2 separate regions of the Lactuca sativa genome follow, and region 1 is linked to region 2. A link is a contact called in public Hi-C data. All regions are on one chromosome and are shown on one strand. Each heading gives the region's core, a stretch centred on a gene start, on an enhancer-like site or on the middle of the called end of the contact. The rest is flanking DNA. Distances are from core to core; before and after follow the strand shown.

Region 1 (5,043 bases), core at 2,003-4,502, 680 kb after region 2:
AAACCATATCAGGTATGTGTGATTTTTTTGATGTTCTTTCTCTTTTTTACCAGTTCCACTGATGTGCATGTTTTTTAAGATTTAGAGTGCATTAAATTTAGTAAGATCATGCATTATAGTGTTTCCATGAGAACCAGAAAGGTTTGTTTGAAATATTTAATAATAACATGGTCTTTATGTCTATAATGATGTTGATTATCAAAACCTTATTATGGATGCAGGGGAATGTAGTATGATATGTATTTATTGAGATAAGGTTGGTCTTTTTTAGGGCATTCACTTAGCTTTGAGTAAAGGTGATGATATGTTTCTTCTATTTTGGACCTTGATGTAGAGTAAGCTAATAACGAAATGATTATGTGGTGTATTTATAATTTAATATCGTTTTGTATATGTTTTAAAACTAAGATTTTGTTTAACAATTTCCATGTTTGAGAATTAGTTCACCATTTCTATTTTATGATTTCTTCATGTTGTTGTAGCCTATGGGTTATTTCTAGGTTCATGATTTCTATGATTGAGAATTCGCTAACCATTGTGAGAATTCTAATCTGTTTAAATACTACTTGCATCATCTCTATAAATCTATTAATAGTTTCATTTGTACTTTTATTTCATCACATTATTATTTGTTATTGGTGTTGTTTTTCTTTGAGTCCTTTGGTTTCTTTATATTACATGACCATCATCATCCATTTCTATCTACACTAATCACAATTATTCTGGTAACTTTGATAATTTTTATTTTCTATTTTTACTTCAGGGGCTCATTCAATAACAAATGGAGAAGCAACTTTTGTATTTGCAAATTATATAAAGAAATAGAATAGAAAATGAAGTTGTAAATATTCTTAGTCTACCCCTCAACAACTCCAATAGAAACAACATCAAAGACTACATGGCATACCTAATTGCATTCAATGTAAATTCAAATATTTGATTTTGGACTTAATATCACTAGGCTTGATGCCAAGAACAAAGACCCACGCCACTTAGATCTCCCTCTTTATGTTTTCTACGAACACATACATCCCATTAGGTTTAGACTGTGAGTTGTTTGATTTGATTTAGGGAGTTTTTAGAATAAACTTGAATCTTTTTAAACATATTTTCGAGTTTATACAGGTTCTATATGTTTTAATCTGATTCAATATGAATGTAAGTCCCTTCATTTTTTTTCTCTTATTATTTTTCTACTGAAATGACTATATGTGCACGTATTGTGGTATTGATGATAATTGGATGGTATGTTTTGTAAATCACATATACCCACTTCTATTGTAACAATTCTGTGAGACACTAGTTATTATTATTATTATTATTATTATTATTATTATTATTTTGCAAATTTGTTCCGATTGGTGTTAGGTTTCTTGAAATAGCTTATGAAACTCAAAAAATATATTGATTATTTGTTGTATTATTTTGTTTATAATTATATAATTTGTTAAAAGACCATTTAGATTTGGTATTTAATGTTTGATTCTAACAGTATGTGGAATTGTTGGTTCCACTCGGGATATACTCACTTACTTACGTACACCCACCTATGAATATACTCATGTTTTTTAAAATAACATATTAAGCTTCTATTGTAACCAATTAACTTTTATTGTGGATTGAACGAGAGAGTAAGAAAATAATTTTTTTCTTTGAAACAATTTAGCTTTTAGAATATGTTTTTTTAATAACATACTTTTGTTCTTTTGCATTTTGTTTGACTATTTCATCAAAATTTAATGTATTTAACATAATTTAATTACTTTGTAAAAAAATATTTTTTATTTTGACAATTTTAAAGTTCAATTTACAACAAACTATTTGATTCCATTAAAATTTTGTGGCGATATGTTATAATTTACAAAGAAAGAAAACATATAATATAATACTTTTTTTGAAATAAGCTTAATAAATATAATAATAACAATATGATCTTATTTTTAAAATATAATGATAGAGGACGGGTTATTTAAGAACAAAAATTCTAGAATCTCTAGCCAACGCCATTACTTTTCTTCACCCCAACATTCGCTATTGCTCCGCATACACACACATACATGTTATATAAGTCTATAGTAGATTTTGGATTTCGATCTGTGACCAATCGCTACACACACTCTCTTCCTCGCCCCAACATCTGCTACAAGTGTACTGGATTTTGCCAAAGATTCGTCTATGTCCATCTGAAGATGACATGTTCCCATTCAAGCTAAAACGAAAACAATTTCCAATCCGATTACATTTTGCGATGACAATCAATAAAGCCCAATTCCAAATGTAGGTATTTATCTTTCAAAATAGGTTTTCTCTGTCAAACCCCCAAGGGCGGAGGTAATGCAGGGGCTAGCAGATATGCTCCCCCCCCCAAACATCTTTTATTTTATTTATATAGTATTATAATATTTAGTTTTTTAAGCCCCCAAAAAATTAATTTAAGCCCACTGCCCCCCTTATTACAACCCATTTATTTAATATTATGTTGAATACTTTAGGCGTACGCAGTATACATTTACAATTAAACCTTTATCGACAGCCGGCAAATCGTGGATTACTTCAGTTATATTCATCACAATTAAATTCAAGACTCCCAAAAGGTAATTCTAATCATCATCCTCATTAGTTAATACATATTTAAGTTTTTGTAATTTGCGGTAATATTTATTTTGTACACTATAATACTTGAAAGGGAGTATTTCAAGTCTTCAATTATAGTCAATTAGTCATCCTGTAGGTTCATCGGACATCCAAAAAGTAACTTTTTAATTCTTACTAGTTAATATATATTTAAGCTTTTTGTAATTTGTGGTTAATATTTATTTTGAACATTATAATTTGTAATTAATGATGGTATTATGATTGGTTAATTGGTTTCTTAATTTTTATAATTATAGGGTAAACTATGAGCAAAAAAAGAACCATTGATTTTTTTTTCAAACGAATAGAAGATGTTAATGATCTGCAACCGCATCTTGTTAGTGATAATATTGGGGAAAATGCTAATACATGCCCAAAACCAGAAATGAATAGTAATATGGAAGATCCGATTAATGTTGAACCTGAAAAAAAAATGATATTTCAAATTCAAGAGAGGTAAACTTAGATTCTTTGATTCGTGATCCCGGAGAACACCCTTTGATCTTAAGCTATCCAAGTCACCAACGTGATAAGATTAGACGATTGTATATTACACTTGGACCATACCAAATTCAAAAATCAAAGTATCCTTCTAGTCCTAGCGGTCCAAATGGTTCTATGCGCAATTTTCAACAAGCTTGGTTTAAAAAATTTTGGTGGTTGGAATATTCTGAGAAAAAAGATGTTGCATTTTGTTTCCCTTACTTTCTTTTTAATAAGAAACCTATTAGAAGAGTCGGGTCAGATACATTTACCGTGACAGGATTTAATAGGTGGAAAAAGGTGAATTGTGGCAAAGATTGTGCTTTCATCGTCCATGAAGGTAAGACTCCGGCCTCAGCACATAATTTTTCTGTTAGATGCTATGAAGATTTAAAAAACCAGTTGTGTCACATAGAAAATGTGATTGAGAAACAAACGACTCAACAAGTTATGGATAATATATTACGCCTTAAAGTTTCTATTGAGGCTATTAAATGGCTCACATTTCAAGCATGTGCTTTAAGAGGTCATGATGAGCGACCTGACTCAATAAATCAAGGGAATTTCCTTGAACTTATAAAGTTACTTGCTTCTTATAACAAGACTATTGATGATGTTGTGTTAGAAAATGCTCCTCAAAATGCAAAGTACGCATCACCGGATATCCAAAAAGAAATATTACGTGTTTTAGCTACAAATGTACAAAAAGCCATTCGTGATGAAATCGGGATGGCACAATTTTGTTTGATAGTTGACGAGTCTCAAGATGAATCTAAGAAAGAACAAATGGCTATTGTTGTGAGATTTGTTGACCGAGAAGGACATGTCAAAGAAAGATTTTTGGATTTGATTCATGTCAAAGATACAACTTCATTGACCTTGAAAAATGCAATAATGGGTTCATTGTCTTATCATAAACTTAGTGTCCAAGATATTCGGAGTCAAGGATATGATGGAGCTCATAAACTTAGTGTCCAAGATATTCGGGGTCAAGGATATAATGGAGCTAGTAACATGCATGGAGAATGGAATGGGTTGCAAGATTTATTATTAAAGGAATGCCCTTATGCTTATTACATACATTGTTTTGCTCATTAATTGCAATTGGCTCTAGTTGCAGCGACTAAAGATGTGACTGAGGTACATAACTTCTTCAAAACCTTAAACTTTATAGTTAATGTCATAAGTTCTTCTTCCAAGCATACTGATCAATTACAAGATGCTCAAATTGTTGAAATTTCTCATTTAATTGAGGTTGATGAGATTGAGAGTGGAAAAGGAACAAATCAAATGTGAACATTACAATGGCCTGGAGATACTAGGTGGAGTTCTCATTTCAAATCAATATGTAGTTTGATGAGACTTTTTGGTCCATCTTGTGTAGTGTTGACTGACATTGCTACAAAAGGTTCTACATCTTCTCAAAAAGGTGATGCAATATTTTCACTTAAACATGCATTGTCATTTGATTTTGTCATTGTTTTACATATGATGAAAGAAATAATGGGGATAAATGACAAACTTTGCCAATCTTTACAAAAAAATCTATAGATATTGTTAATGCATTGGTCTTGGTTTCCACAACAAAAATATTGCTTCAAAAACTAAGAGATGAAGGTTGGCAATCGCTTTTGCATCAAGTGGTTTGCTTTTGTAAAAGGAATGACATTTTGGTTCCTGGTATGAATGAAACTTATAGATATGTAATTCGAACACGGCGTGATAAAGATGATATCACTGTAGAGCATCACTACCGAGTTGAATTGTTTATTGCTGCTATTGACAGTTAGTTACAAGAGTTAAACTCTAGATTTAATGAGTCTGTAACGAAGCTTCTTCGTCTTAGTGTTGCGCTAGATCCAAAAAATCCTTGAATGTTGAAGATATATGTAAATTGGCAACAACTTATTATCCTTTGTACTTTAC
Region 2 (5,692 bases), core at 1,751-4,250:
TATCTAATTCGTAATACCATCGATCATTATGATTCGACATAAAAAATATCACCAACAAGAGTGAAGGACATCACATTGCTTGACCTCAACCCCTCCCCTTGAGAACCGACACATTGACAAAATCCAATTTGATTGCTCCATTTTAGCCTTAACTGAAACAACCTTCTTTAACTCCATATCAAAGACTGTAGGAACTGGACTTTGAGTGGTTGATCTCCCAACTAAACATCACACTATGAAAGATCGATAAAGACATATCACCAATCCTTCTCTTGCAATAAGAAAAAAGATTCATGCGTTTTATCAGATAAATTAATTAGCGTTTTAAGAATGTTTATCCACATAGTAGTAACTTTGTATATCGACACAAATAGACCAATACCATCACCTGATATTGGTTAGGGGTGAGCATATTAATCGAAAAACCGAAACATAACCAAATTAACCGCTATAACCAAACCATGTTAACCGAACCATTACTAAAAGATATGATTCGGTTTCTAATTTTGATTAACCGAATATGGTCCGGTTATGGTTTTCATCTAAAACCGAACTATTATAAATCGAACCGAACCAATAATATTAATAAATATTTTTAATAAAATATAATATTAAATATATGGTAAGTAATTATATTAGAAATTGAAATTTTAAAAGGTAATTGTTTGGAGTTAGATATGATAAGTAACCTTCTATCAATACAATTATATATACACAATCATTCACTTTTTATTACGATGAACTTTACGTTTTTTTAATTTTTATAGAAAATTATTTTTATTTTTATGTCATCTTTGACCATTTTGGTTAACCGATATTAACCATTAACCATAACCATTAACCGACTAAAACCATTAACTAAAACATATATTAACCGCTGTACAATAGTTATCGAAATATATTAACCAATTATAATGGTTATGGTTCGGTTTTGGCCAATAACCGAACCAAACCGTCCCATACACACCCTATTATTGGTCTATATATAACCTTAACCAATGTAAACCAAAAAGCGTTAAGAGTTATTCAAAAAAGTGCCAAACCTACTTAAACACATAGCTTTATTTTACGTAGATAACTGCCAACCCTAAAACTCCCTTCCTACACTTTACGCCATGAAACCCATATATATATATATATATATATATATATATATATATATATATATATATATATATATATATATATATATATATATATATTCCAACCCACCCACAAGAAAAAATGGTTTCATAAAAATAAATCCTTTTGATAACCAAATGTAGGGTCTTGAAAAAATACATGACAAAGTATTAAGACACGCCTTTTCTTTACGGGGATAATGACTTAAAAGGGTAATGTATTTTTTGATTTGTATATATTTAGCCACTGACTTTTATTTTCGTCCACATTTACCCTTTCAACTTGTTAAACTCTACACATTTAGTCCTTATGACCAGCTACTCCAGGTTAGCCGGTAAAAATGACTTAATATTGTAATATATTTGTCACTTTGTACACATTTAGTCATTAATATATATATATATATATATATATATATATATATATATATATATATATATATATATATATATATATATATATATTGTTGCAAAATAAGTCATTTCTTTAGGTTTTTTCTCACGACATCTTATGTGGGATAGTCATATGGTGGTGTGATAGGTTGAGGTGGTCCTGCTATATGTTGTAGACCAAGATACCTGGTGCGGGCCGACTGTAAGGTGTAGTCGCGGAGGCTCGAGAAGAGCGGTTGGGTTAAGGCGGCATGCCGACAAACCCCGGGTATTCCAGTCTGATAATTGATTGGACCTATTGCATGTTGGCATTCCAGTCCGATAACTGATTGGGCCATGGTATTCCAATATGATGAGTGTGGGCTCGTTATGCATGATAATATGTTTGTTGTATCGAGTATTTTGGAGGAAATTCACTAAACTTTGTGCTTACCCAGTTGTTTATGTTTTTAGGTTCTATCGTTGATCGTGGGAATGCAAAGACATAATTGTACACACTCATCAACAATATTGATGATTCTGCCTTTCTTATATTACTTTGATTTTCGAAAAATGTATTTTGGAATAAACGTTTTTTTTCTTAATAATGGATTTATAATTAGAGACTTTTGTCTTATTTAAAAATGAAAATTTTTGGTTGTGTAAATGAGACATTACAGATAAATATCAACAGCCCCATACACTTCATCAATGATTGTCCCATGTAAGATGTTGTGAGAAAAACCTAAAGAAATCATTCATAAGTACTGAATGAGTACAAAAACAAGAATAACTTATGTTGAAACAAAAAATATTAAGGACTAAATGTGTATAAAAATATTAAGGACTAAATGTGTACAAAATAAGAAATATATTACCCTATTAAGTCATTTTTCCCAGCCAACCTGGGGTAACAGGTCCTATGGACTGAATGTGTACAGTTTAACAAGTTGAAGTGGTAAATGTGGACGGAAAAAAAACTCAGTAACTAAATATGTACAAATCAAAAAATATATTACCATTTTAAGTCACTATCCCTTCCTTTAGGATGTCTTTCCCCTCCCTTGCATCATATTGAAAGTCGTGGCCTTTCTTTGATATATTTCTTTAAACTTTGATGATTTTTATTGAATTATTTTATGACTTCAGGATATATTTTACAATTGGAGACTTAACATTCCACCACCAAGACAAGTCTCACAACATGCATTTAATAATGATTTCATACTTTTTTCATATAATCCCTTATGCTTTATTATGTCTCTTAAATTGTTATAACACCTTTAAACTAGGTATTTCACAAGATTTTGCTAAAGCAACTTTATATACTTTGACATTTTTCAATGGAAAGACCCTATGCAATTTTATATATCCAATAAGGTATTTGTTAAAAATCCAAGTTTTGAGTGTTTTCTATAAGTTTAACAAGTATGAAAGTAAAGGGTTTCCCCTGGATGCAAAGTACATGCAAGTGGGTGTAAGTGAAAATATATATATGTCTCATAAAATAAGCAACTCCTTTCTTCTTTCTTTTTTTTCCTTGCTCGTCGTCTGTGGGGCGGGAAACTGGTTCTTCCGGGGAAAATAGAGCTCTCTCCTCCCTCCAAAAAGCTCACTGCTACTTCAATTTTGAAACCCTAGTTACAATGTCACACTAATCTTTGAAAATCCCCAAATTTCCCAAATCGAATGGCATTTTCTTCTCAATTGTTATCACCAACCGCCGATAACAAGCAGAGAGAAGACGCCGACGAAGAAGCGCCGCCGGAGGAGCAGAAAGTACTGGTTCAATCGGAAGAAGATCATCGTCATCACCATCGCGAGGCGAGGTACGTTGCCCTTGACCTCGTGTACTCAGCTACATCCCCTTGCAGTTACGCGAATGTCATGTCTAAGAAGGTGAAAGCTAGGAAATACTCCATTTTAGGGGTTCATAAAGATGCCATCTCCGTGGATCCAAAGTCATCGCCACCGAAACCACCTGTCATTTATTTCTACTCTCGCAGTCGCCGTCGCAAAAGGAGTGATAGTTTCCATGGCACTTCTGTTTACGATAGTTTTCGTTCGAATCCAAATACGGTTTCTGCTGTTGTACCGAAAGTTGAGGATGTTGAATTTGATGGCGAAGATCGGGAGGTGAGGTCTATTGGGGTTTTGGAAAATTCTAGTAACAAGAAGAGGAAGACGAGTCAAGAGCTTATCAATCTAGGGCTTAATTCAGTTTGTCTTGATGCTCCAAGATTGAGAGAATCATCTCGAAAACCTAACAGAACTGATGATGCTAGCGCTAGCAGTGGCCGCAGAAGAAGCAAAAACAATGATAACAGAAACAATGACGACAAAAACGTCTCCCACAAAAACAGTGGTGATGGAACTGAAGCAACTGAGACTGAAGATACAAATAAATCCACCACCAATGCAAGTCGCACCAAGAGATGGGTGAGGTATGTTCTATTCAAAGAAATTCCATTTATTTTGTTCAAATTACTACAAAAATGGTAAGCTATATACCAGCTTCTGATCTTTGAAACAGGCTGACATTTGAAGGTGTGGATCCCCAGAAATTTCTTGGATTAGAATGCAAGGCAAGCCTTGATTCTTATACCTGTTTCATATAATAAATTTAATGTTCCCTCATCTTACACCTTTGGGTATTGAATTACTGAAGGTTTACTGGCCATTAGATGCTGATTGGTATTTTGGCCGAATTGCAAAGTATGACTCAGAAAGCCATCGTCATCATGTAATGTCTCTTTAATCCCTGTTTTGCAAATTGCAATTGCATACACAAAAATCTTTGGAGCAGTTCTTTACAAAGTTATATATGGTTTTCTTGATAAAATAGGTTGAATACGAAGATGGTGATGATGAGTGGGTGATCTTATCTAAAGAAAGAATTAAGTTCAATGTGTCTCCAGATGAGATAAAAAGTCTAGAGTTGACTTGCGATCTTCATTGTTCAGAAACAGATGATCTTGATGTCAATGAGATGATTGTACTTGCTGCTAATCTGGATGACTGTCATGATATTGAGCCTGGGGATATCATATGGGCCAAAATTACTGGTATGCACATTCAGTTCTAAATATGATAAATATAATATGAGAGAAAAGTTAACATGGTATAAATACTTGACGTATGTTATAGGGCTAAATGCAAAGCATATCAGTGTACTTTCATGTACTACTAGTGTATTTACCCTCCTACTTTCACCTTTTTCTATCATAGCATTGCACTTTTAACTATCATCTTATCAAGGGATTGTACTTTGAAAAAGAAAAATCTATCCAATTATAGCATTATATTTTTGTTTTATAGCGGTGAAAAATGCTTTGTTTGTGGATGACATTGCTACAATTGAGTAGATTTATCAAAGTCTAATGCTGTAATATGAAGAAATGAAAGTGGGATGCTATAAATAATAAGCAAATGAATTAAAGTACATTGCTATTTCTTGCATTTAGCTCTATGTTTTATTTAATTATGCTTCTGGTGTTTGTTGTTGATAACAATACAGGTCATGCTGTGTGGCCAGCAATTGTGTTAGATGAGTCATGTGTTAGCATTCGTCGAGGTTTAAAAAAGATTTCAGGAGAAAAATCAGCACTTGTGCAGTTTTTTGGCACCCATGATTTTGCTAGGTTCCATCTTCTATACATACAAAATATTTGTAATTTCTTGTTCTAAGTGTGTCACATCCTTATATATTTTCTGATATCCAGGGTTAAAACAAAGCAAGTGATCTCATTTCTTAAAGGGCTTCTATCTTCTTACCACCTGAAATGCAAGAAATTGGATTTCATTCGGAGCTTGGAAGAAGCAAAAACGTAAGTTGTTTTCTTTAATTTATGACTGAAATTCAAGAAAACATATTTGATATTTGATATTTGTTGTGTTTTGAGTTTTCAGGTATCTTAGCAGACAAAGACTTCCAAAGGGTATGTTACAGCTAAGAAATGGTGTTGGCAATGATATTGGAGCTGAAAGTGAAGAGGATGAAGGTAGTGGTGGCTCAAAGAAGAGGTGTTTGAGTAGTACTGAAATAGTACAGAAAAAATTCAAGGGTTCTAAAAGTTGCCCTTTTATAGTAGGGGATCTTGAAGTATTAAAGCTTGGTAAATAATCATGTTCATAATGAAAATGTCCTTACACCCCTTCTAAGTTATATCTGTACTCATTTTTTTACAAACCACTGACAG

The links. A called contact is a pair of places that touch in the nucleus more often than the background predicts.
Region 1: a contact with region 2 is called in a Hi-C map of leaf, with 4 times the contacts expected there. The contact joins the promoter of LOC111877033 here to the promoter of LOC111877011 in region 2. A contact is called at or near these places in 2 of 4 Hi-C or Micro-C datasets (leaf and seed).

Annotation. Positions count from the first base shown.
Region 1 is chr5:163,763,317-163,768,359 of Lsat_Salinas_v11, forward strand. LOC111877033 reads left to right here and starts at 3,253. Exons shown (of 7, transcript XM_023873582.1): 1 at 3,253-4,126; 2 at 4,232-4,387; 3 at 4,502-4,546; 4 at 4,669-4,902. The coding sequence starts at 3,253.
Region 2 is chr5:163,085,351-163,091,042 of Lsat_Salinas_v11, forward strand. It overlaps LOC111877011 (histone-lysine N-methyltransferase ATX2), which reads left to right and starts at 3,001. Exons shown (of 25, transcript XM_023873563.3): 1 at 3,001-3,937; 2 at 4,027-4,078; 3 at 4,162-4,236; 4 at 4,339-4,558; 5 at 5,011-5,134; 6 at 5,216-5,320; 7 at 5,403-5,608. The coding sequence starts at 3,183.